7 separate regions of the Mus musculus genome follow, and all the other regions are linked to region 3. Evidence: chromatin contacts called from public HiChIP or PLAC-seq and Micro-C data. All regions are on one chromosome and are shown on one strand. Each heading gives the region's core, a stretch centred on a gene start, on an enhancer-like site or on the middle of the called end of the contact. The rest is flanking DNA. Distances are from core to core; before and after follow the strand shown. Region 1 holds the start of Ddx28 (DEAD box helicase 28). Region 2 overlaps Nfatc3 (nuclear factor of activated T cells, cytoplasmic, calcineurin dependent 3). Region 3 holds the start of Ctcf (CCCTC-binding factor). Region 4 holds the start of Slc12a4 (solute carrier family 12, member 4). Region 5 holds the start of Dpep2 (dipeptidase 2). Region 6 holds the start of Esrp2 (epithelial splicing regulatory protein 2). Region 7 holds the start of Cbfb (core binding factor beta).

What was found. Hi-C and Micro-C count contacts between places; a contact is called where the count stands out from the background. HiChIP or PLAC-seq counts read pairs in DNA pulled down with a chosen protein or histone mark.
Region 1: a contact with region 3 is called in an H3K27ac HiChIP or PLAC-seq map of embryonic stem cells, with 10 read pairs. The contact joins the promoter of Ddx28 here to the promoter of Ctcf in region 3. A contact is called at or near these places in 21 of 39 promoter capture datasets (the 3T3-L1 cell line, 3T3-L1-derived adipocytes, the C10 cell line and 15 more), 1 of 15 datasets of contacts at CTCF or cohesin (embryonic stem cells), 14 of 484 Hi-C or Micro-C datasets (the G1E-ER4 cell line, brown adipocytes, cortical neurons and 8 more), 26 of 115 datasets of contacts at active chromatin or transcription factors (the 230-238 cell line, the SCID.adh cell line, astrocytes and 17 more) and 4 of 9 other capture datasets (adipose tissue, embryonic stem cells, liver and 1 more).
Region 2: a contact with region 3 is called in an H3K27ac HiChIP or PLAC-seq map of embryonic stem cells, with 2.4 times the contacts expected there. The contact joins the enhancer-like site here to the promoter of Ctcf in region 3. A contact is called at or near these places in 10 of 115 datasets of contacts at active chromatin or transcription factors (bone marrow-derived macrophages, double positive thymocytes, embryonic stem cells and 5 more) and 1 of 9 other capture datasets (adipose tissue).
Region 4: an H3K27ac HiChIP or PLAC-seq map of extraembryonic endoderm stem cells shows a contact between it and region 3. The contact joins the promoter of Slc12a4 here to the promoter of Ctcf in region 3. A contact is called at or near these places in 17 of 39 promoter capture datasets (the 3T3-L1 cell line, 3T3-L1-derived adipocytes, the C10 cell line and 11 more), 2 of 15 datasets of contacts at CTCF or cohesin (the NIH/3T3 cell line and embryonic stem cells), 3 of 484 Hi-C or Micro-C datasets (B cells, embryonic stem cells and muscle stem cells), 21 of 115 datasets of contacts at active chromatin or transcription factors (the SCID.adh cell line, bone marrow-derived macrophages, craniofacial prominence and 12 more) and 4 of 9 other capture datasets (adipose tissue, liver, macrophages and 1 more).
Region 5: an H3K27ac HiChIP or PLAC-seq map of microglia shows a contact between it and region 3, with 5 times the contacts expected there. The contact joins the promoter of Dpep2 here to the promoter of Ctcf in region 3. A contact is called at or near these places in 11 of 39 promoter capture datasets (the C10 cell line, the HPC-7 cell line, cranial neural crest and 7 more), 17 of 115 datasets of contacts at active chromatin or transcription factors (the SCID.adh cell line, astrocytes, bone marrow-derived macrophages and 10 more) and 2 of 9 other capture datasets (adipose tissue and liver).
Region 6: an H3K27ac HiChIP or PLAC-seq map of extraembryonic endoderm stem cells shows a contact between it and region 3. The contact joins the promoter of Esrp2 here to the promoter of Ctcf in region 3. A contact is called at or near these places in 9 of 39 promoter capture datasets (3T3-L1-derived adipocytes, cranial neural crest, fetal liver and 6 more), 2 of 484 Hi-C or Micro-C datasets (both in embryonic stem cells), 9 of 115 datasets of contacts at active chromatin or transcription factors (bone marrow-derived macrophages, double positive thymocytes, embryonic stem cells and 5 more) and 1 of 9 other capture datasets (adipose tissue).
Region 7: a contact with region 3 is called in a Micro-C map of embryonic stem cells, with 3 times the contacts expected there. The contact joins the promoter of Cbfb here to the promoter of Ctcf in region 3. A contact is called at or near these places in 1 of 39 promoter capture datasets (the C10 cell line), 1 of 484 Hi-C or Micro-C datasets (embryonic stem cells) and 1 of 115 datasets of contacts at active chromatin or transcription factors (memory CD8 T cells).

What each region holds. Positions count from the first base shown.
Region 1 is chr8:106,010,165-106,013,241 of GRCm38.p6, forward strand. Ddx28 (DEAD box helicase 28) reads right to left here and starts at 1,322. Exons shown (of 1, transcript NM_028038.3): 1 at 1-1,322. The coding sequence starts at 1,260. It overlaps Dus2 (dihydrouridine synthase 2), which reads left to right and starts at 1,314. Exons shown (of 16, transcript NM_025518.4): 1 at 1,314-1,414.
Region 2 is chr8:106,109,796-106,113,072 of GRCm38.p6, forward strand. The region is part of intron 9 of Nfatc3 (nuclear factor of activated T cells, cytoplasmic, calcineurin dependent 3); the gene reads left to right. Among named protein-coding and RNA genes, the nearest start is that of 1810019D21Rik, 24 kb to the right of the region's middle. Within about 2 kb of position 1,351, at least 29 of the 459 cell types and tissues checked have an H3K27ac peak or open chromatin away from gene starts, as enhancers often do. A contact at or near this core is called in double positive thymocytes and embryonic stem cells, where this site is marked.
Region 3 is chr8:105,634,587-105,637,921 of GRCm38.p6, forward strand. It overlaps Ctcf (CCCTC-binding factor), which reads left to right and starts at 1,952. Exons shown (of 12, transcript NM_181322.3): 1 at 1,952-2,134. It overlaps Gm5914 (predicted gene 5914), which reads right to left and starts at 2,888. Exons shown (of 2, transcript NR_151742.1): 1 at 2,694-2,888.
Region 4 is chr8:105,964,738-105,968,243 of GRCm38.p6, forward strand. It overlaps Slc12a4 (solute carrier family 12, member 4), which reads right to left and starts at 1,378. Exons shown (of 24, transcript NM_009195.3): 1 at 1,188-1,378. The coding sequence starts at 1,302.
Region 5 is chr8:105,990,072-105,993,201 of GRCm38.p6, forward strand. It overlaps Dpep2 (dipeptidase 2), which reads right to left and starts at 1,702. Exons shown (of 11, transcript NM_001301204.1): 1 at 1,577-1,702; 2 at 525-839. The coding sequence starts at 793.
Region 6 is chr8:106,135,590-106,138,635 of GRCm38.p6, forward strand. It overlaps Esrp2 (epithelial splicing regulatory protein 2), which reads right to left and starts at 1,385. Exons shown (of 15, transcript NM_176838.2): 1 at 981-1,385; 2 at 768-896. The coding sequence starts at 1,178. It overlaps 1810019D21Rik (RIKEN cDNA 1810019D21 gene), which reads left to right. Exons shown (of 4, transcript NR_040346.1): 1 at 1-32; 2 at 1,578-1,761; 3 at 1,880-1,955; 4 at 2,239-3,046.
Region 7 is chr8:105,169,362-105,172,477 of GRCm38.p6, forward strand. It overlaps Cbfb (core binding factor beta), which reads left to right and starts at 1,313. Exons shown (of 6, transcript NM_001161458.1): 1 at 1,313-1,692; 2 at 1,945-2,031. The coding sequence starts at 1,615.

The DNA of each region.
Region 1 (3,077 bases), core at 72-2,571, 370 kb after region 3:
GTGGTCATCCAGAATGTACCCAAGCCAGTTCACGGTGCTGGCGCTGTTGCAGAATACCAGGACAGTTCCCGAGGGTTCCGTCTTACTTGCTTTGTCCTGCTGTTTGAGGATCTGAACCAGTTCTGTCACCTTGTCTGCTCCCTTCAGTCTCATAAATGTCTGTCTGACATGAGGCATGAGACAGTGCAGCTTGGAGCTGGTAATGGTGGTCAGACTGTCTGGACTGGTGACTTTACTCAGTAACTGGTTTAGGCCTTCTGGAAACGTGGCTCCCACCAGCACTAACTGGGCTTTGGGATTAAAGGGGTCTTCTAACTCGGCTGGACTTTCTGCTATAGGGCTCTTTTCCAAGATGTAGTCCACCAGTTCCAGGAAGCTTTCATCTAGCAGTGTGTCTACTTCATCTAGCACTATGAAGTTAAGATGCTGTAAGCTGATCAGTTGACTTTTCAGAGCCTTCCACAGCGCCCCTGGAGTAGCCACTAACACATCGGCTGCCGGTCGTCTATACAGCTGAAGTTTGAGCCTACTCATCCCGAGGCCTCCGCCAAGTTCTATCACCTGCAGGCCCAAGTACCCACCCAGTGACTGGGCCACTGCCTGCACCTGTTCGGCTAGTTCTCGGGAAGGTACCAGAACCAAGCCTCGAGGAGCCGTGAAACTGCGGGAGTCCAGGTCTGACCCTCTCAGGAGCCGCTGAAATAGGGGCAGTAGGTAGCTAAGCGTCTTGCCACTGCCAGTTTCCGCAGCGCAAAGGAGGTGGCGGCCTCGAAGCAGTGGGGGGATGGTTTTCGACTGCACTGAGGTTGGCTGCACAACTTCGGGGACAGCCTCCTGAAGCGCCAGCAGCACTCGGGGTTCCAGACCCAGGTCCACGAAGCTGCCCCGGGACGAGAGGTTCCTCAGGGCGGGCGCCTCTTGCTGCACTCGCTCTATGGAGAAATGGTCTTGCCGCGATCGCCGATGCTTCCAGCCACGGGAAGCCAGTGGCGCTCGCTCCCAACGGCCCAGCGTGAGGCGTGCGGGCTGGTTCAACTCCGGCCGCCGCGCCGAGACCAGCAGGGGACCGGGGCGCACTAGCACTGGCCGCTGCAAACTCCCACGGCCGCTCTGTCGCTGTTCCTGCCGTCGCTGCAGAGCCCGCGGAACGCGCACCACTGGCAAGGACTGGTCGGAACCGCGCACCACTAGGTTCCGTCGAGGCTCCAGAAGCAACCGTACTGCTAACGCCAGCAGCCGCGATGGCCCGGCTAAAGCCATATTTCCCTTGATGCAGAAGAGGCGCGCGCTAATGACGTCAAGCACGCCACCGTAGTCTGGAGTACGGTGGCTGGCGCGGATCAGGGTGGCGTGTGGCGCTGCAGCACCGGCTGGAAGGAGGGAGGAGGATCCTTAAGAGTTCAGTGGCTGCGAGGTCTGTAGGTTTCCACCCGGCATGGCGATGTCCAGATTGGAGTCATCTTTGGGGAAGGGTACTCGGTGGAGGCAGGAATGGGAGTCCGCAGTAGGAGGGGGCCATGGGTCCCTGGCTCAAGGAATCGAGTGAGGATGGCCTCTGTCATTTGAGTGCTTAATTTCTGATAGTCTTAACTTGTGGTCTTCATTGCCTCGCTCAGTCATCCCATAGAACTCCAAAGGTACAAAGTTCGACGATGTTTTCGTAGATATGCAATCCACTCAAAGCCTGGGTGATGCAAGTTTGCTGAGACTGAATGAATGGTAGGCCAGGGGACTGAGACAGAAGTTGGGAGTCTGGGTTTAAGCTCAACCCAGTTCTTTAGTTTAGAACCCAGAGTGCATGCTGGTGGCCTTCAGCTTATTTCGTCTTTGAAGTTAGAGAGATGGTCTCCGTTCTTTCAGGTGTAGTTTCTCAGGTTTTTTTTTTTTACACTTTGACCCTACCTCTCCAGGCAAGTTTCACCCTCCTTTCCTTGTCGTCGCCCCCCCCCCCCCCCCATGCATCTCAGCCTGGACCCATCACTCTAGCGGTCTGCTCATAGCCACTGGCTTCTCAGGCAGATTCCGAATTGCCTGACTAGAAGTAGAAAGAAGGGTCCCGTTACCCTCCTGGAGTGATGAAACTTATCTCACATAGCACCGGTCAAGCAGACTACTTGACATGAATTTAGTGGTTCAGGTTATTAAACGTTTAATTTTTTTTTTTTACTTCATACTTTTTGAACATATCTGAAAAAATGGGCATCAAGTGTCTGGAGTGGGAGATAAGGTCAATGTTTGTGGATTGATTACCTGGGAGGTTCCTAACGTCTGGAGAAAGTGTTTTAATTTCATTCATGGGCTGGTGAGTTGGCTCAGTGGGTAAGAGCACCCGACCGCTCTTCCGAAGGTCCGGAGTTCAAATCCCAGCAACCACATGGTGGCTCACAACCATCTGTAACAAGATCTGACTCCCTCTTCTGGAGTGTCTGAAGACAGCTACAGTGTACTTACATATAATAAATAAATAAATCTAAAAAAAAAAAAAGTTTAATTTCATTCATTAGAGCTGGCCCTCCATATTTATAGGTGGACCTCTGTGGAATTTTCCACTGTAGAGTGAGAATATTCATGAAAAAAAATGTGTCTGTACTAAATATGTATAGACATTTTTCTTTAATGTTACTCCCTAACAATACAGTATAACAAGTATATACATCATGTTTATATTGCATTAGTCATAAGCAGTTTGCAGATGATTTAAATCATGTGGGAGAGCGTTGGGGCATAGCTTTGTGATAAAGTGCTTGCCTATTAGCGTTTGTGAAGTCCTGAATTCAATTCCCCCCTAAAATCAAAAGTACCTAGGAATTTTATGTAGGAGCTTGAGTATCCTCAGATTTTGGTATCTTTGAGGTTCCTAGAACTCCTAATAACTACCTATTGATGACTTTACCATTACATAGATTAAAATTTAGTTGAGTGTGGTGGCAAATGCTGTGAATTCCAGCACTTAAAATTCAGAGGCGCCGGGCGTGGTGGCGCACGCCTTTAATCCCAGCACTTGGGAGGCAGAGGCAGGTGGATTTCTGAGTTTGTGGCCAGCCTGGTCTACAAAGTGAGCTCCAGGACAGCCAGGG
Region 2 (3,277 bases), core at 101-2,600, 470 kb after region 3:
GTACCTTTCTCCCTATGGGAACTCTCACCTCCTATTCCCTACCTCAGCTTCTTGGCCAATCAGCTTTTTATTGGCAGATGATGTTTCCATACAGTACACAAAAGAATCTCTCTACATACCCACCTGACAGTTCATAGCCTGTAACTACATTCCCAGAGGATCCAGTGTCTTCTTTTGTTTTTTTGGTTTTTTGAGACAGGGTTGTAGGTACTGTATGTGGTGCGCAGACATACACACAAGCAAAGTGCTCATATATGTAAAATAAAAACAACAAAAAGTGCCGGGTGTGGTGGTGCACGCCTTTAATCCCAGCACTCAGGAGTCAGAGGCAGGTGGATTTCTGAGTTCCAGGACAGCCAGAGCTATACAGAGAATCCCTGTCTCAAAAAACTCAAAAAACAAAAAACAAAAAACAAAAACCATTTAAACGTAAAGTCCTTAGAACAAAGGGCAAAGAAAGCAATATGTAACCTGTAAGTTTTTGGGGCCTGCTATTCACACCTAATACCTGATTACAGGCAGTCAGAATTACTCTAACCAAAGTATAAAAGATCCACATACTACTAGAAGGTTAGTAGAGATATGTATGACAGATTCATAGGAATGACTTCACAAGGCTTCCATAAGTCAGTGGTATTTGAAGATGAATGTATGTTTTTAATAAATTCGAATCAATGGGCAACTCACATAATGTAACTTTGGCAAGGGAACAAATGGTACATTAGAGGATAGTTTTCAAAGACACAAGGGAGATATCCCAGGTCTGTGTTGTAAACATAAAATGTATATGTAAACTAGAGCAATTCAAAGTAGCATCTTTCTATTGTCTATTTCCGGTTATCTGATTCAGTTCTTAACATTTCTGCTACTTATGAGCAGGTGGTCTGCCTACAGTGTCACACTAGTCATAGTTATTGCAGTAGAGCACAGGCTAGATTCAGATTTGTTTATTCTAGACTTAGCTCTTGTACCACTATAGCTGCAGCTCAGTGTGATGTGGATGATAAGAGCTCTTTGTTAAAGGTATCCATAGAGCCGGGCATGGTGAAGCACACCTTTAATCCCAGCACTCCGGAGGCAGAGGCAGGCAGATTTCTGAGTTCGAGGCCGGCCTAGTCTACAAAGTGAGTTCCAGGACAGCCAGGGCTAGACAGAGAAACCCTGTCTCGGGGGTGGGGGCGGTGGGGGGGACCCACAATCTAAAAAACTAACAAAACATTCCCAGATTGAAGCATCATAGAAGACAGACTGGCTATTGAATTTTTCATTGCCATGCATTGGAGAGTTGATTGGTGTCGAGCTATAACTGGGGGGAAGTCAACAGTACTCTGGGCACCGCAGATACTGAGCTGTTCACTCTTCCAGTGAATTTCTTTTCAGATGCATATTCTAGGCTAGTGTGTTACTGTAGAGCCAAATTTCCAGCCATTTGTAACTTGACTTCTTGTTTGAATTTTCTGTGAATTTCTGGGTTTTTTTGTTTTGTTTTTTGTTTTGTTTTTGTTTGTTTGTTTGTTTTTTTGGTTTTTCGAGACAGGGTTTCTCTGTATAGCTCTGGCGGTCCTGGAACTTAGAAATCCGCCTGCCTCTGACTCCTGAGTGCTGGGATTAAAGGCGTGCACCACCACACCTGGCTTTTAAATTCTTTTGTTGTTGTTGTTGTTCTGTTTTTTGGGGTTTTTTTTTTTTCGAGACAGGGTTTCTCTGTGTAGCCCTGGCTGTCCTTCTGTTGTTTTTTTAAGACAGGATTTCACTCTATAAAGAGTGCTGGCCTTGTAGAGAGGCACCTGCCTTTGCATCCCAAGAACTAGGTAAGATGAAAGGTGTGTACTTTTACACCTGGCCCATTTGTCTGCTCAGGAGAGAATTTTTTCTTGAGTCTTTCTATGATTTTAAGGCCAGACTGGTCTACAGTGTGAGTTCCAGGATAGTCAGGGCTGCACAGAGAAACCCTGTCTTGGGGAAAAAAAATACTTGGGGAGAAAAAAAAAACCTGTATGTTATACTGCATTATGCTTTAGATTTTGGACCAATTGATATATATTAAAACATGATTTTTATAACATATAGAAATACTCGGTTATGTTTTAAACTTTTAAATTGAGATTATTTTATTGTGTAAAAGTATCTTTTACTCATCTGAAGTAATTATTGTCTTGGAGGTTTACTGCTGAATAAGCTCACCCTTTCTAGCTCGTTCTGATGTCTGACCAGCTGGTTCAAACTAGTTTCTCCCAGCTTTCTGACTGAATTGTTCTGCTTGACCTCAAACTTAACTCTAGAAACCTATCTAATCTTCTGGCTCCTCATTCTCTGTAAAACTGCTTCGTCTGCACCAACTGAACTGAACTCAAAAACACGCTCCACTCCACTCCACTCCACTCCACTCCACTCCACTCCACTCCACTGCACTCCACTCCACTCCACTCCACTCCACTCCACTCCACTGCACAGTGCAGAGCACCAGCCTTAAGTGACTGAACTTACAGAACTGCCCTCCAACTAGAGAAGTCACCTTCAAACACCACTGCTTCCTTCTGCATACTAACCTTACTTTCATTGTTTGGAATTAAAGGTGTGCACTAAGGGCATGTTTGTATTCCAGCCAGAGGGATTAAAGATGTGTGGTCCTTTGCCAGAGCAGCCATGTTACTGGATTAAAATTCCTCTGTGGTATTGTAAAACTAGATAACTAGACTAGTGGTTCTTTGCTTTAGTTTGTGATTGAACTAACTAAATTCTGTTAAAATTGTCCTCTAATTTTTCCTCCCATTGTCTTCCTTTGTTCTTAGACTAACAGCACAGCTGCAGCTCTTCCTTCAGAGAAGAGGCTGCACATTTAATGTAGTTCAAACAGCTGCTGTGGTGAGACTGTCACTGCCACTGCCACTTGCTGGCTCTGTGCAACAGCATGCTGACCCTGAATGTAGGGCAGGTGCTGATTGACAGTTAACGCTCTAGATACCACTCAGCTGCTTCAGCTCTCTATATAAGTGTTGCTTATAGGGGGCTGGAGGGATGGCTCAGCAGTTAAGAGCACTGACTGCTCTTCCAGAGGTCCTTAGTTCAATTCCCAGCAACCACATGTTGGCCCACAACTATCTGTATTGGGATACAATGCCCTCTTCTGGTGTATCTGAAGAGCACAACAGTGCACTCACATACATTAAATAAATAAATAAATCTTTTAAAAAAAAAGTGATGCTTATAGCCCAGGATTATCTATTCATAACTGTCCTACCTCTGGCATTTCAAATGCTGAAATTATAGATGTCTG
Region 3 (3,335 bases), core at 702-3,201:
TAGACCAGGCTGGCCTCGAACTCAGAAATCCTCCTGCCTCTGCCTCCCAAGTGCTGAGATTAAAGGCATGTGCCACCATTGTCTGGCAATATCATCTCTTTTAGTTAGGTTGTGTGTGTGTGTGTGTGTGTGTGTGTGTGTGTGTGTGTGTGTGTGACGGGTTTCTCTGTGTAGCACTGGCTATAAGTAACTCTGTAGAACAGGCTGGCTTTAAACTCAAAGTGATCTGGCTGCCTCTATCTCCCAAGTGTTAGGATTAAATGTGTAAGCCATCACCACTTGACCCCCTCTACCACCTTTTAAAACATCCCCAGAGTTGAGATGATGCTCAAGGGCAGAGACCATGGCTTTGGGTTGGATTCATACCGCCCAAAGGGAGACAGAACAAAACTCCCCCCTGACCTCACATCCTTCTGCACCTATTCCCCAATGTCTGCTCTACCCACAGCAGAACTCAGGCTGCCTTCATGCACTGTCTCTATTTCCTTACTCTCCTGTTTACTTTTTAACCCATTCTACTCAGGTTAACCTCTTCAGTTAATCCATATGAGTCAAGCTAAAGTCACCATGATCTTTCCCAGCTATCTCCAAGGTAATAAACTCAATAGCTAAGCCTCTGGCTGAACTGTACCGGAACTCTCAGCATCTGAAAACCAGAAACCTCTCTTCCTGCCTCAAACTTACTTCTGGTCTTGGATTCTACAATCCAACAGTCTAGACTTGTCTTTCTGTTTACTTCCTTGTCTATTATCCTCTTTCTAATCTTGGACTTTCTCTTCTATCTTTCCTCTAAGTCCAGTCATGGAGGGAAGCTCCACAACAGTGGGTGAATGGACTCAAGATGTTTAAACACATTTGCCTTAGTTACTGACATCTGAACAGTGGGATCTTACATGCTTCTAACTTTCCGATTCTTTTGGGGGGAATAAACAATATCTATTGATAATGGACCAGCATACCCACAACACAGCCCAGATGTATATGAATAGGGCAGAAGCTTGCTGCCAGGTGCATTTGTTATCCAAACAGCTAAAGCAAGAGAACTGGGACTACAATCCCGAGTCACATTCCAAGGCTATGGGGGGCGGGGAGAGAAGATGATTAGAACACCTGCCAATAGGGTCTTCCCGGGAAAGGGAAGGGATTAAGTACCACCGACTGGGAACCGAAATAAAAAGAACAGTCTTAAAAACTTAGACGTTCACGGTGCCAAATACAGCTAAACACGACTGCTGTGGTGTGGTCTGCTATATCTCCGGACTGAGGTGACTCTGTCCCGATTCTCTTAATTTCACATTCGGTTTTCTAAGGCCCTTTTCTTGGGAGGAAGACTACTAAGATCCCCGGGCGAAGCCCCTAGCAGTCGATCTTGAGCACTGGGCAAGTGTCGGAGAAGTGAGAGAGTGCGGGAACTCACTGCATTTGACTCGGCGGCGGGACAGGGTGCAGAGCTAACCCCGGGTGGGAGGAGACCGGGCAGGGTAGAACCCTGGCGCTTCCTCAACCCCCACGGCCCCAGCCCCGCGCGCTTACTTCAGCTCCCCGTCGTCCTCCCGCCCTTCGCAGCTTGGAGGGAAAATGAGCGAGCTAAGGAAATCAGGGCAACTAGGCGGAGACCCGATCGCCCAGAAGCCGCCAGCCTCCGCCCAGGGAAGCCCCACCCCAATGGGAACCAGGCCGCCTCCGCGCCGCCGGCAGAGCCCACGCGCGACCCGGCGAGGGCGCGGGAGGGCGCGTGCGGCGTGACGCCGCGCCTCGCGGCGCATCCCCGTGACGCCATCGCGCCGGCTTTTGAAAGTTGGCGCCCGGGGCCGCCTCCCATGCTGCCCTGCGCCAACCCCTCCCCTCACCTTTCCTCCCCCGCCCTCGTCGCCGCCGGCCGGCCCCCCCCACCCGACTCTTCCCTTATCAGCACCCGCGGCCCCGGCAGCGCCGACGCAGGCGCACTGCACCGCGCCGCCGCCATTTTGTGTCCGAGCCTGTGGAGCGATTAAACCGTGCGCGGAGCTGCTTCTTTGGCGGCAGCGGCGACCAGCAGCAGCCGGTGCGGGCGCGCGGAGCCGGCCGGGGACGCCAGGTGGCCGGAGCGGTGGAGCGGCGGCGGAGCGGGCGCCGCGGGGGGTGTGGCGCGAAGGTAAAGGGGGCCCGGGGTGGAGGAGGTTTCGCGGGCCGCCTCTAGGTGTCACGATGGGGCCGCTCCGGTCGGCGCTGGCTGCAGCCCGGCGCCAGCGCCAGCGCCGCCGCCGGGGGGTGTTTGTCTCCCTCTACCGTCCCTGCTGCGGCGCGGCCGCCGCCATTGCCCGGCGCCGCCGCCAGGGCCTGGCCAACCCCCTCCACGCCCGCCCGCCCGCCCGCTAAGCTTCCCTCCTCCCAACATGGTAGGCCTCTGGCGGCGGTGGCGACAGAGGCCTGCGCGCTCGGCGACTCCATTTTCCTTCCTTTGTCTCTACCCTCGAGGCCGGCTTTTGGCCCGGCTGATCTTCGGGCCACGGCCCGCCCTCTGCCCCTCCCGCGACGGATACCCCTTACCGAGTCTGGACCCTCTGAGGCTCGGTTGCCGCCGCTTGCTTCGCCTAGGGGTTCTGAACCCTCGGCCGGCCGCTTAGCCAGGTCCCGGAACCGTGTGGGTGTCGGGTCCCGACCGACGCGCCTCAGACTCCCCATCTTCAAGTCCAGCCGGTCCCGGAACCTACCCGATCTCCCTGCGTTGCTTCTCCAGCAGCTGGGGTGCTCTCTAGTCTCTCGTAGTCCGATCGTCCCCGCTGCCGGTCTCCGTCGCCGCCGAGTGTCGCAGGCGGCGCTGCTGTGGCTGCGAGCAGAGGGGACCCCTGAGCTGCCGAGAGCTCCCTCTGCAAGGCTGGCTGAGCTGCTCGCGCCTCGACGCCGCCCGAGCGGGCGGGGGAACGCGCGCTCGCCGCCCCCGCCGGGCCCCGCTGCGCCCCCAAACTCACGCCAGGGCATCGCGCGGGACCCGACCGGTGCGGCCCCCAATGGTGCGCGGAAAAAGACACGAATTCCTGCACCAAAGTAGTTTTTCTCCAGCTGTATTCGCACTCTTTCAGCCCCTTGAAACGATAGCAGTCAGACTTGGTGCGCTCAGAAATCTCAAAAGGGACTGAAACTTAATTTCACTCTCATCTCAAGTGATGTGATAAACTCATAAATTCGGGAGCATGGGCTGGTTGCGATGGTACAGGCGACGCTGGAGTTTGCCTCCTATTTAAAATGTCCTGACGCTAACTTTGCACTCCACTTAGGACCTGATGCTCTAGGGCTAGGCTAAGACAGTTCAGCCCCTCTCTAGAGATCGTGCAAACCGATCTAATGCGCCAATA
Region 4 (3,506 bases), core at 128-2,627, 330 kb after region 3:
GTTACTTACACACAGCTGTGAAACCTGACAAATCTCCGTGACATCTGCAGTCCATGCCCCTGGCCTGTATGTCCACATGGCAGGCAGGTCATTCAGTCACCGTTCACATGAAGCACAGACTACCCCTCAAGCATGTCACCATCACAGACCTATCAGATAGCCTCCGATACCATCACCAGACACAACACACATTTCCTACACCTTTCTATCACGGTCAGCCTCAGACATCACAGGCATTTGTTATCATAGCACCAGGCTCATCACTGGCAGCCTTCCTGGAAACAGTAGCCATAAGGACGTCCTGACCTGACCCTGTGATACTCAGCGACACACGTGCATTTACACATGCCTGGACAGCTATACAGACAGACACATATAACCAGGACCGTTCCCATTCCAAGTGTGAGGAGCCTCCGTGGGTGGAAGATGGAGAGATGGGGCACTGGAAGGGAGAAAGGGTTTACCTCTATAACCAGCCCTGATACCTAGGTTAAGGCACTACATTCTCATATCCGGGTTTGAATCCCACTGGAACAAGTTACATAACTCTTCCCCACCGCCCTTCACTCCTTCCTAAGTGCGAGTAACAGAACCTGTCCCATGGGGGAGGTTGGGAGGATTAAAGCGAGTTGCTTCATGTACAGTGCCTAGACAAGCCTGGCCCCGTGTGACTGCTCCCTAGGTGTCCATGATACGCACAGATCTACGTAGACCAAGGCCAACACAGGCTCTTCAGCGAGCACACCCTTTGCTCCTACCGGGCCAGTGTGCAAGGAGGCAGGGGTAGGGAAAGGACAAGAGAGGGGCGGTGAGTCATAGAGGAAGAGAGGGTGACACTCAAGAGGATGGGGGCGATTCACAGAAAGTGAGGAAGCTACAATCCAGGCTTCCATTGGACCCAGACCCGTGGCGCGTTCGGCGCCAGCCTAAGCAAGGCAGCCCGTTACCCGGCCTCCCAAGGCGGCCACGTCTGCAGCCCCCGCCCGCGGCCCTCGGGGGAGGAGCTGGGAGTGGGTGGAGGACGACCTAGCCCGGGAGTCCCGGACCAAAAAGACTCATCGGTCTGAGCGCGCAAGGAGCAAGAAAAGTGGAGTCCTGCATGGACGTCTGCGCGCGCGGTCCGAAGGCGCGAGTCCCGTGTAGATGCCCCCCGTCCCGGCCACAGCCCCCGCCGGGCGCACCCTCACCGTCCGAGTCTTCCCGCTCGGCGCGCTCGCCGTAGTCCACCCAACTGAGCCCCTCGAGGTTGTCATAGTCGCCGCGTCGCGGCCCGTCCACCGGCACCACGGTGAAGTGAGGCATCGCGCGCGCTTGGCCCGCGGTCCCGGCCTCCAGCCGGCAGTCCCCGCCGCCCCAGGCTGGCCCGCCCCGCCCGCTCGCATTCCACCCCGCTGCGCTCACTTCCTCCACCCGCCCCCCGGGCCGCCCCTCGGGGGCGGGGAGCAGGAGGGGCTCGGGTCGGCTCCTCCCCGAGGGGGGATGAGAGGACCCCGGGAACGAAGTACTCTAGCTGCTGGAGGGTAGGGTTCCTGTGTGTCTTTGGGTAAGGGGTTGCCCTCTCTGAGCCCCAAATGCGATACTTAATAAAGTGAGGGAAAGTATTTTAACTTTTAGGGGTATTATGATGGTGAGACGGGGCGCAGGGTGCACTGGCTCTGTTCCCTGAATCTAATTAGCTCTCAGTCACTTTTTGTTATTTAGCGGGAAAGCTAGCAGGACCTGGTCAATGTCACAGTGACCACCCCAAACCTCCTCAAGTCTTTCATCACCCTCACATACATACTCTTCCATAGCGGGAAAGCTAGCAGGACCTGGTCAATGTCACAGTGACCACCCCAAACCTCCTCAAGTCTTTCATCACCCTCACATACATACTCTTCCATTACCATCATTTCTCTCTAACGCTTCTCCAGGACTTTGGTAGCCTACGGTCTCTCCCTCAGTTCTGCTCGCTGCAGCCTCTCCCTTAGCAGGTGGTTGAAGATCGTATGCCCTTCCTAGAGGAGTCCGCTCCCTCCTCGCTAGAGGTTACACCGGCCCATCCCTCATCGACACTTTGGGATAGCCCAGTTATCTCATTTGAACTTGCTCCTTCATAACCTCACCTCCTGGAGGTTCCTGCACCCGAGTCCTTTCCTTTCTTGGTGCTAACTTCTTTCACACTCAGATAACTTACCTAGTCGCCTTGACTTGAGAATTTTTATCTTTCTGAGTTGTTCTTTTGGCCTCTTCCCCCACCCCACCCCGCTTCCTTCCTATCAGAAAGCTCCAGGGCTCATCTTTCTGCTCTATCTCCATTCTTTCTCCCTTTCTGGTGTAGCCTTTAGAATTTGGGCTGACTCTAGAATCCGCGCCCTCTGCTGCCACCCGCCAGCCCCAACTGCCTGGGTGGGCCGCTCGGCTAGGACCTCCCTGAAGCAGCTCAACAACTAACCCTTCCCAGTCAGCTCTTCCGGGCTGCAATCGGCCTCCCTCTCTTTCTGGCACCTTTAACTGCTTTCCAGCTGTGCGCGCGTGCTCTCGGCTCTGCATCTCCTATCCTGCACTCTCTGTATAGAAGGCTCACTGGTTACAAGCTTTTGTTGTTCTTGCCCCAGACCCAAGTTCAGTCCCCAGCACCCACATCAGGTAGCTTATGACTGCATATGTCTCTAGCTCCAGGGGATCTGATGCCCTCCAGCTCCCTCAGACTGTACCAGGGTTCACACACACACACACACACACACACACATTTAAATTTACCTTTAAAATTGAAAAATAAACTGAGCAAGAAGAAATATAATACAAGCTATGAGTAATAAATATTCCAAAAAAAGATACAAGGTATAACTAATAGCATTACCCCAGTCAGTCCAAAAATCAAAACCAAAGAAGCAAACAAACAAAAAAACAGGTGGGTGTCTACTGAGGAACAACACTTGAAGATCTTTGGACACACACACACACACACACACACAGAGGCCCCATCTTTTCTTCTCTTTCTTTTCTTTCTTTTTTTTAAGTTATTTTCTTTCTTTCTTTCTTTCTTTCTTTCTTTCTTTCTTTCTTTCTTCCTTCCTTCCTTCCTTCCTTCCCTTCCCTTCTTCTTCTTCTTCTTCTTCTTCTTCTTCTTCTTCTTCTTCTTCTTCTTCTTCTTCTTCTTCTTCTCCTCTCCTTCTCCTTCTCCTTCTCCTTCTCCTTCTCCTTCTCCTTCTTCTTCTTCTTTTTTGCTTTCCCCCCCCCCCCCAGAGAGTCTCACTATGTAGCCCTAGCTGGCTTTGATCTCTATGTAGACCAGGTTGCCCTCACAGGCAGTCCCTAGGTGCTAGAATAAAAGATGTGTGCCGCAATGCCTGGATGTTTTCTTGTTAATTATCGGTTTCCATGTGTGTCTGGGTGTGAGTATGTGTGTGTGCAGGTGCCCTGGAAGATCAAAGGTGTCAACTCCCCTGGAGCTGCAGTTACAGGTAGTTGTGAGTTATCTGATGTGCATCGGGAGCTGAACTCTGGTGCTCTGCAAGCGTTTG
Region 5 (3,130 bases), core at 452-2,951, 360 kb after region 3:
TGCCTGTGATCCTAGCAGTCAGAAGGCTAAGGCAAGAGGATCATTTAAAGTTTCAGGACAGTCTAGTCTAGGCTACTTTTTCATTACGGATGGGTGTGAGCCACCATGTGGTTGCTGGGATTTGAACTTCAGACCTTCGGAAGAGCAGTCAGGTGCTCTTACCCACTGAGCCATCTCACCAGCCCAGTCTAGGCTACTTCTAATGAGCTCTGTAATAATCTGGACACACACACACACTGTGCCCCTTTGGTTTCCAAGTCTAGCAGAACGTATTTCTGACAGCTTCTCCCATCCTTACCATCGTTACCTAGACCATACTGAGATCCCCCAAAACCTGGGCTGGGCTGGGACTCCTCACTAGAGAAGTGATAGAAAGAGGTCACCCACTGCTGATAGGAGACAGCATCTAGGGGTGGGTAGTAGGAGAGGACCTTTATTAGTACAGCAGGCTCCGAACCCTCTGCACCCCAGGTGTATGTTCAACCCCGTTTCATTCTGGCCGCCCCCAAGCCATCCTTACACACCCATCTATAAGCGGGAACTCCTGCATCAGAGCTCTTGCGCGATCTCGCAGGTCTGGGAAATTGGGGTTGCCAGGAGTGGTTGGAATGCTGGAAATGTCGGGCTTGGTGAGTGCTCTGGGGATGCTTGATGTAGTGGAAGCACCAGAGAAGCCTGGTTTTGTCTGGGTCCATATTAGAGGCTGTGAAGGCCCTAACAGCAGCAGCACCAACAGGAACACTGAAAGCCCATGGCCAAGCACCCAATGACCCTTGAGGCCCGTGAGCGACATCTTGCTCAGGGCGGAGCAAGCCGGCACGGATGAGGGTCGCGAAAGCCTGAGAAGGACAGAAGGCAGTGATATAATCCTGAGCCTCAATTTAAGCCACGCACAGACCAGGTCTGGTGAGAAGAGGTTTGAGGTCACCAGATTCCAAACAGCCGCTGTACGGGAAAGAGGTGCATGACATCCGCCAGGGGGAGCTACAGACCTACTATCCCCGTCTTGAAGTGCACTTCCGTGGCCTGCTTCTGTCTAGGTTTCTTTTGTCCAATGTCCCCCCTGTTTACTGTTCCCAAGGGACCAACCCAGGTGATTCCTAGCTGCGACTAGGGACTGTTCTCCAAGAAAGTAGACCCGTGGTGTTTCTTTCACAGTGAAAGGGCCTCTAGCTCTTTGCAGACCACATCTTGTCCCTGACTACCTGCAGCCTTCCCTGACTTCTTCAAGGGACACAAGTACCGAGACACACTGACCTCTCCACCTTATCTACCATCCTCTGAAGACTCCAGCCAGCAACTGGGAACTATTAGGAACACACACCTGCATGCCCCAGCCCTATTCAAGGTGAGGACTGGTCTCCCTCCTCAGCAGATGCTGTGCCCACCCAGGACTCTCCTATTGATCATGTGAGGTAAGAAGAGAGTAAGCACCTGAGTGCTTCAGGGAAATACTTAGTAGCACAGGAACAAAAGTCTGTCAGCTAGAGAGATGGAAGGACATGGAATACCTTCCAGGGCAGCAGAGCCCCCCATCCCAGCACCTTCCTCCTGGGGCTGCAGGCTGACCTCCTACCTCAGTGTGGAAGCCAGGGCAGATGGATAAGCCCTCAGACCTGCTACTTGTGTCCAGCGGCTCCACGCCTGGTGTCTGAGGCTCTTGAGGCCAGAGCTCTCCCAGAAACCTCAAGGACTTAGTTCCTGTCCTTACAAGCCCCACCCTGTTTCCAGCCTGAGCCCTTACCCTCTCTGCTTTCTCCAGGATCAGCCCTGGCTTCATGCATGCACACACAGAACACAGACACCACACACACACATATAACACAGACACCACACATATAACACACACACAAACACATACCATACATGTACACATTTCCCCCCCCCCATACTACACACAAACACACACACACACACACACACACACACACACACTGGCCATGTATGTTTTTGTAGAAGTCCCATCCCTTAAGGCAGTTTCAGGGTCTATGCTTATACTCCATTAAAAAAACCTTTTCTGTTCTGACCCCTGGCCCCCACTGGAGAGGATCCAGTTTTTGCAACCTTCCTCAGGAGGCATGGGGACTTGGAGATGTCAAGAAACCCTCTTTCAAAAAGGAAATGGAGTCTGGACATGATAACATTTGTCCCAGAACTTGAAAGACATAAGCAAGTGTATCTCTGTGAGTTCAAGGCTAGCCTGGTCTACATAATGAGTAGGCCAGATAGAGTTACAGAGCGAGCCCTGTCTCAAATGAATAAATATATTTTGAATTTAAGAAGGAAATGAGCAAACTCTTCGATAAGGAGGCAGAAAATTTGGACTACCCAGGACGATGTATTTGTGTTTTCGGGACTGTACATTAGTGTGCGCTGCCTGTAGTAGTGCTATGCTAAAAGTAGCCAAGTCCTTGCCTGCTATAGCTAGTAAGTAAGTCCTTGCCTGCTATAGCTAGTAAGTAAGTCCTTGCCTGCTATAGCTAGTAAGTAGGTTTCATTGGTAGGCCCACTCTAGACCGCGTATTCCTTTGGGGCTGTGCTTCACACCAAGGTGTTCTTTGCTGGCTTCAGACCTGGCTCCTTTCCCTCCCCTCCCCCACTGCCACTTTCGTGCGGGCCAAGTTGACAAAGGGGAAGAGAAACTCTCAGGTTTTCCGGTCTCCCTGTCACCATTGTGGGTTTGAGGGTAAATATCACACTTGTTTTGTTTTTTTTTTTTTTTTTTTTTTTTTTTTTTTTTTTTTTGGTTTTAGAGCTTTATTATAGAAATGCAGGAGAAAGAGAGAAGGTAGAAAGGAAGAAAAGAGAGAGAGAGAAAGAGAGAGAGAAGAGAGGAAAGAAGAGAAAGAGAAAGAGAAAAGTGAGAGGAGAGGTAAGAGGACAAAGGAATAAGAGAGTGAGGTGCGGGCCGAGCACCCCGCTTGTTCTGTTCTTAATAAGCCCCAGGAAGTTGAAGGGTATAAAGAATACGGCTTGGAGAGAGAGAGAGAGAGAGCTTAGTGCTGAAGACACTGGCTGCTCCTCCAGAGCACCCGGGTTTGATTCCCAGACAAAATATCTATACACATAAATAGAATAAAATCTTGAAGAGAGGAAGGGAGAGAGAGAGGTGATGACTTAAAAGTATCTT
Region 6 (3,046 bases), core at 135-2,634, 500 kb after region 3:
CAACCAGATTTTTTTCTACAGCACCCTCCCAGGTGAGCAGTGGGCCTGGAGCCCTTCTGTAACCTGGCATCTGTAGGTCTTCTCATTAAGAACGAGAGTCAGAAGAGGAAAGGACTTAACACTCATTACAACTCAGTCATGGGGTGAGTGAGCAATGCAAACAGGGAAAACTCACTCCCACTTGGCCAGGGTGCGGGGTGGGTATGGGAGGGGGCATGCGCCTAGGCCTTTGCGCTCATTGGGCAGGTAGCCCCTAGATAATGTTCGGACAGCACCCACTCACCCACGCCTGGCCAGTCAGCTGGGACAGGCAGGCCTAAACCAGCCGGCCTCACCTAGAGGCGTCTGCCCCCGAGGCAGACACCGCCCGACGCCCTCGCTTCAGCGGTTCCCAGGAGAGCAGGCGGCAGAGACCAAGTGATCTACCGCTAAACCTGAGCCCACCTCGACCCTATTTCTGACGTGTCCTCTGCTAGCGGGGGGAGTGGGAGGGAGAGGAAGGGGCCTCGGGGGGATGGATCCCTTAGCCGCTATTGTCAACTTCCTCGGCAGGAGTGGATGTCTGTAAAGGTTGGAAGGTAAGGTGGCTCTGGGAATGGCCTAGCACGCTTCCACGCGGTAGTCGCTCAAAAGTTTCAAACAAGACCTTGTCCTACTGGCCGTGCCACTGGGTCGCGTCGCTCCAGGTCTCCCCTCCTCCCCTCCCCCTCGAAGTAGTGTCCCTGCCACTCCGCAGTTCCACCACCCACGCGGGCCCCCACGCTCACCTGTTGCAGCACTTTGTCCAGGGACTCCGCCCGCGCTAGGCTGTCTGCGCTGAGTCCACTCGCCTCGCGGCATTGTGGACTCAGGGCAGCCGCCTCGGCGCGAACTAGCGACTTGTGCAGCGTCCCCACCTAAAAGCACCGAGGGTAACCCCATGAGCCGCTGTGCCTCAACAGGCTCTGAAGCGTCCCGAGGTCCCCTCTTTCCCACCCTACCTGTCGGCTGCGCGGCTCCACCACTTGCCAAACTAGGAGGATTAAGTCGGTCTCGTCCGAGCCTAGGTCCGGCCCCAGCGCACCGGCAGTGGCCCCGAACAAAACCACCAGCGACTGAGGTTCGGGACAAGGGTCTGTGGCCGAGTCTACTGCGGGATCTGGGCCCGGGGGTGGGGGCGGCGGCGGCGGCGGAGTCATGGCCGCAGAGGAAGGGGGCGCTCGGCCACACACGCGGACCGACGAGGCGCACACACGTACCGACCGACAGCAGACAGACGAGCTTGGGCGGGATCCGGTGTGTTGGGGGCGGCACCTGCGGCCGGGTGTAGTGGGAGCTGCAGAGACCCGCCCGCGGTGCCCTTTGGGGCTGGGCGGTGCGGCTGCCTATCCCTGCCTACTCCGGCGAGTTACCTGCGGCCCGGAGAGGCCACGTGATCAGGACGGCCCAGGGAACCCCGCGGGAGGGCCAAAACCCTGCCCAGGAGGCAAGAGCTCACTTCTGCTGAGGCGTGCGCTCGCCGGCTGGAGTCCCACCTCTTGCTGCAGTCCGGCGAGACTCCTGGGACGAATCCATTCTTTCTCCTACTTCCTCTCTAGCAGGCACTCTGAGTCCTCCGCAAAAGAATGTGCAGGATCAGAGGCCTCTTTCCATTCTGCAAGGGTCACGCAAGACCCATGGAATTCAACAGGAGGCAATCTAGGGACTATAAAAGGTCGCGACGTCTGGCTTGAGGTTAATGGAAGTTACAAAGGGTCAAAAGCCGACAGTGAGCGCTACCAGGTATCCACTGGAAGTCGGTGAGAGAGATCCGTTGGGGAAAGGGAGGGAGGTAAAGATCAAGGGTTCTTAGAACTGTGGGCGGTCACTAGAGATCACAGAGAAGGACGTGCCCATACAGGTGTCGGGTCGGCGTAGTGCCGGCAGTGCAAGGCGCACGTTACTGTGGACCTGAAGGCTCAGGCCTTGGTGCCAAGGTAGGAAAATCGTGCTTAAACTTTAGAGAGCTGTATCCTAAATGAAGCCGTGTCTGCTGGTAGAGATCTGGAAGTTCAGCCTACCAACCCCACTTGGGGTTTGCCTGCTTGTTTTTGTCTCTCTTGGATGATGATAGAAGTGTTATCTGGCTATTGAAAGCACTCCAGCAGAGAGCGGCTAGAGTTGAGATGTGTAGAGTTGAGTCTGCATCCCCCAACCCAGTTCAGAAGAGTCCCATTCATCCCATGCAGTTTGGTGAAACTCCCTTACTGTTGTTTCCAGGCCGCCCTGTGGGCTCAGGATAGTTTCCCACCTACTCGACTGTAATTAGTACTCTGGCGAGAGTAAAAAGGTACTGGCGTGGGACTTAGAATACAGGATGCCACCGGCTGAAGAAGAACCTTGTGTGTTTGGAAAAGCGGGCTGCTTCCTATCGGTCTTGGATAAAAGGCAACCCAGAGCCCGGGTGCATCCCTAACTCATGCCCAAGGAAGGTCGTGCGGAGCCAGAGGACCTAGAATGTATAGTGCGCCTTCTGGGTTTGTCCACACAATAGCGCAGGAACACAGCGACCCAATATAGTGAGAAGTGGCCGCAGCGCACACCCTGAGACCCTTCACCAGGCGGCCCACCCGGAGCCTGCCTACTCAGCCCCGCTACCACGATAAGCCTGGAATGTCAAATATTTGTTCTAGGAACCCAGTGAAACCTTGAGGTAAAGCCCCTCCCCTCCTCCCTCCCATTCCGGAGCGCGCCTGCGTCAGTCCAGGCTTTCCGGTAAGGACACTCCCTTCCAACTAGTTCCTTCTCGACACCCCTGCAACCCATCGTCCTGACTATTTAAACTTCACAAGGTCTTCGCTACAGGCTCAGGTTCAGTGAGGCAGAGTCTTGGCTTCCCTACCCAGTTATCCCAGAGCTACTGGTATCGGTTTCTACCCACAACCTCCGAGCAAGGCTCCCCTTTCAACCTGTAGACCTCGCCTCCCGATTCTCGGGAGATCTTGCTGACTGTGGAATCCCTGGCTGTTCCGAACCCCCTGGAAAGAAGCGGCTGTTCCCAGGTTTCTGCAAGGTAACGAATCTGAAG
Region 7 (3,116 bases), core at 63-2,562, 470 kb before region 3:
TTTTATCATGGCAGTATGTTTTACTCAAAACACACACACACACACACACACACACACACACACACACACACCACTCCCACCAACAAACCTTTAATTTTGGGTAATCAACTCTCCAGACTTCAGTTAAGATGATTAACCCTCCTAGTTTGTTAGGGACTGAGCAGCTTCAGAAGGCTTGGGGGGCGGGGGGAGGTCATTGCTAAAAATGAGAGCTGTCTATGGCAAACTAGGACAGTTCCTTACCCACGTTTAGGTCCCTATCTAATAAATGAGATTGGGCTGGACTAGCAGTGAAATTCTGCCAAAATCTGTATTCAAGCAGGCATTAACAACTGACCTCAGAACTGATTCCAGTGACTTATGAGTATCTTTTCACAATCCTTAGCATCTGGCCAGCTGCTGCCAAGAGTTGGCACTTACCTGCCATCCTTGAACTGAACTTTTAACAAACTGCGATTTTTAAGGATCAGAGTTTATTGAGGGTCAGCTTTAGCTCAAGCTCTGCTGCAAACCCCGAGTCTGGTTTTCTTCTGCTCTGGTAAGTTCTCTAGAACTTGCAGATCTTGGATTTTTTTTTTTTTTTCTTGTTTGATTGCACATTTGGGTAAAAATATGGACTGGCAACCGGTTACATATAATTAAGATAGTTTTCCTTTAAATGATGTGCTAGATCTACATAAACACTCTCCTACTAACGCCATGAACTTATGAGTGTGCATTTTAGAAATTACTAATCTGAGACTTACTGGTCTGGTACTTGTCTAAACCTTGTCTGCAGGCAGAGCTACACGGAATCCTAAGGCCAACCCCGTTTCAATAGCCACCACCTTTTTACACCATGATTTGGTTAGATGCTTACTTCCACCTTTCAGTGCACAGTCCACATCCCTCCCTGTATGCAAAGTCCTCTAAGATTTAGGTTTCCTTGAATTCAAGTGGCCCTTCTGGGGGTGACTCTGCGTGGCTGGCTGGGGAGCCAAGAAGTTCCAGATCGCTCACAAAGGGCCAAAAAAAAAAAAAAAAAGGTCTGCGGGTCCGCTTCTAGTTGCTAAGAGAGGGGCGGATCCCTTCTGGGCGGGTTGTTCGCAGAGAAGCCCGCGGACAGGCAAGGGGAAGTGCTGAGGAAGGAGCAGGGTTTCACTGCAACCCAGCGGCCCCGCAAGCGGGTGGGTGGCGCATGCGCGGCGCGGGTCGTGGAGTTGTGAATGGTGCGTCTTGTTTGCTAGAGTTTGAGGCGGGCGGGCGCGCGAGGAGGAGAAGGAGGAGGAGGAGGGGTGGGGCCGGCGCGGGGCGGGAGAGCGAGGAGGGCGGCGAGAGGAAGTGGCGGCCGCAGCCGGGGGAGGCTGGAAGCTGTGTCTGCGCGGGCGGGCGGGAGGGAGGACGGCCGGCAACGGCTGAGGCGGGCGGCGGTAGCGTGGGTTGGGCTCCAAGCACACGGCCGCACCTCAGCCTCCCTGGAGCGGGAGGCCACGCGGGCGGGCTCCTGAAACAAAGAGAAGCGGGAGTCCGGGTGCCGCGGGTGGGCGGTCAAGGCGGTCAGCACCGGAGCCCGCCAGCGGGTGCCCGCGCGAGCCTGGGGAGCGCGGCCGGCCGGCGCGGCCTGAGGGCGGGAAGATGCCGCGCGTCGTCCCGGACCAGAGGAGCAAGTTCGAGAACGAGGAGTTCTTCAGGAAGCTGAGCCGCGAGTGCGAGGTGAGGCGGTTGGGGAGGCGCGGAGGCCTCGGCGCGCCCCGAGTGGGCCCGGGGAGGAGAAAAGTTTGAGCGGCTCGGTTGCCGGGAAGCCCCCGGGACGGCGCGCCGGCCGAGGGGGAATCTCGCCCCGGCAAGCAGTCCGCCCACAGGCTCTGCTTGCCCTTATCGGAGCCGCGGGGAGCGGGCGGGCGGGCCGGCGGGTGCCGCCGCGGATTTGACTCCTGATTTCGGGGCCGTCTCTCTGCCTTGCAGATTAAGTACACGGGCTTCAGGGACCGGCCCCACGAGGAGCGCCAGACACGCTTCCAGAACGCCTGCCGCGACGGTCGCTCGGAGATCGTAAGTCGCCGGGGAGGGACCCCCCCACCCTACCCCCGGTGCGCGCGGGGAGGCCGCGGGGACCCAGGCGCGCGCCAGTCACTTGTTGCGCGCGGCCCCGGGCGTGTTCCGGACGGCGCCGCGGACGCTGCGGCTCCCGGAACTGAGCCGGGGGCGCAGGCTCACTTCCTTAGTCCGGATTCGAAAAGCAAGAAAGAGGCAGATGCTGGCGGGGCGGCTCGGCTCGGCCCTCGGGCGGACCCGCCTTCTCCTTGGCCCGCCGCGATGGTTCGGTTCGTGGGATGGTTTGCGTGTCCTAGTGCCGGCTCGGCAATCCGAGCGGAGCTCCAACCGGAGCTTGGCGGAGGTTGTCGCCTAGGCTGTGACCTCCGCCAGACATCGGGGTGCTTGTAGGAAGGATACAGCCCTACGTGTAAAGAATCATTGGAGGGGGATCAGCGATAGGCTTGTTTCTGAGAAGCGAGATTGGTAAATCTATATGAGAAGCTATCTCCCAGTACAGCCGAGAGTAAATCTATTCCACTTATCTGTTGTCCTAATAGAAGAGAGAGACTGTCCTAATAGAAGAGAGAGACGAGAGAAAGGGCCCCAGTGGATGAACAATTTTCTTTTCTTAAAATGTTAAGAATCCGAAAGAAATCTATATTTTCCTTTTTCTAACCTCGATGTGCCTGTCTGAGTATTGGAGTTGCTAAAGAATTGCCTGGTGCTACACAGACAAATCCCATAGTTCATCTAGAGGTTCCTGTTTTATATTTGAAGACTGCTATGGACTCGGCAAGTCCTGGGTTGAAAAATATCGAAGTGATCTAGTTCCTCTCTTGCCTCTTCGTTATCCTCCTTAGAGGTGTTGGTTAGGAAGCAACGAAAAGAAGAACTGTAGGAAAGAGATTTTTTTTGGTTGGGTGGTTTTTGTTTTGTTTTGTTTTAAACTGAAGCACTGTGTAATGAAATCCTAATATTTGCTCAAGTGACAGACCCATTGCCTTAGCCCAAACTTTAAGTAAAGGTACAATTTGAATACAGGTTAACAGTATAAGGCTGTTGGTGAATGTCGCTTTTTTTTTTAATTGAGATGTAGTTCG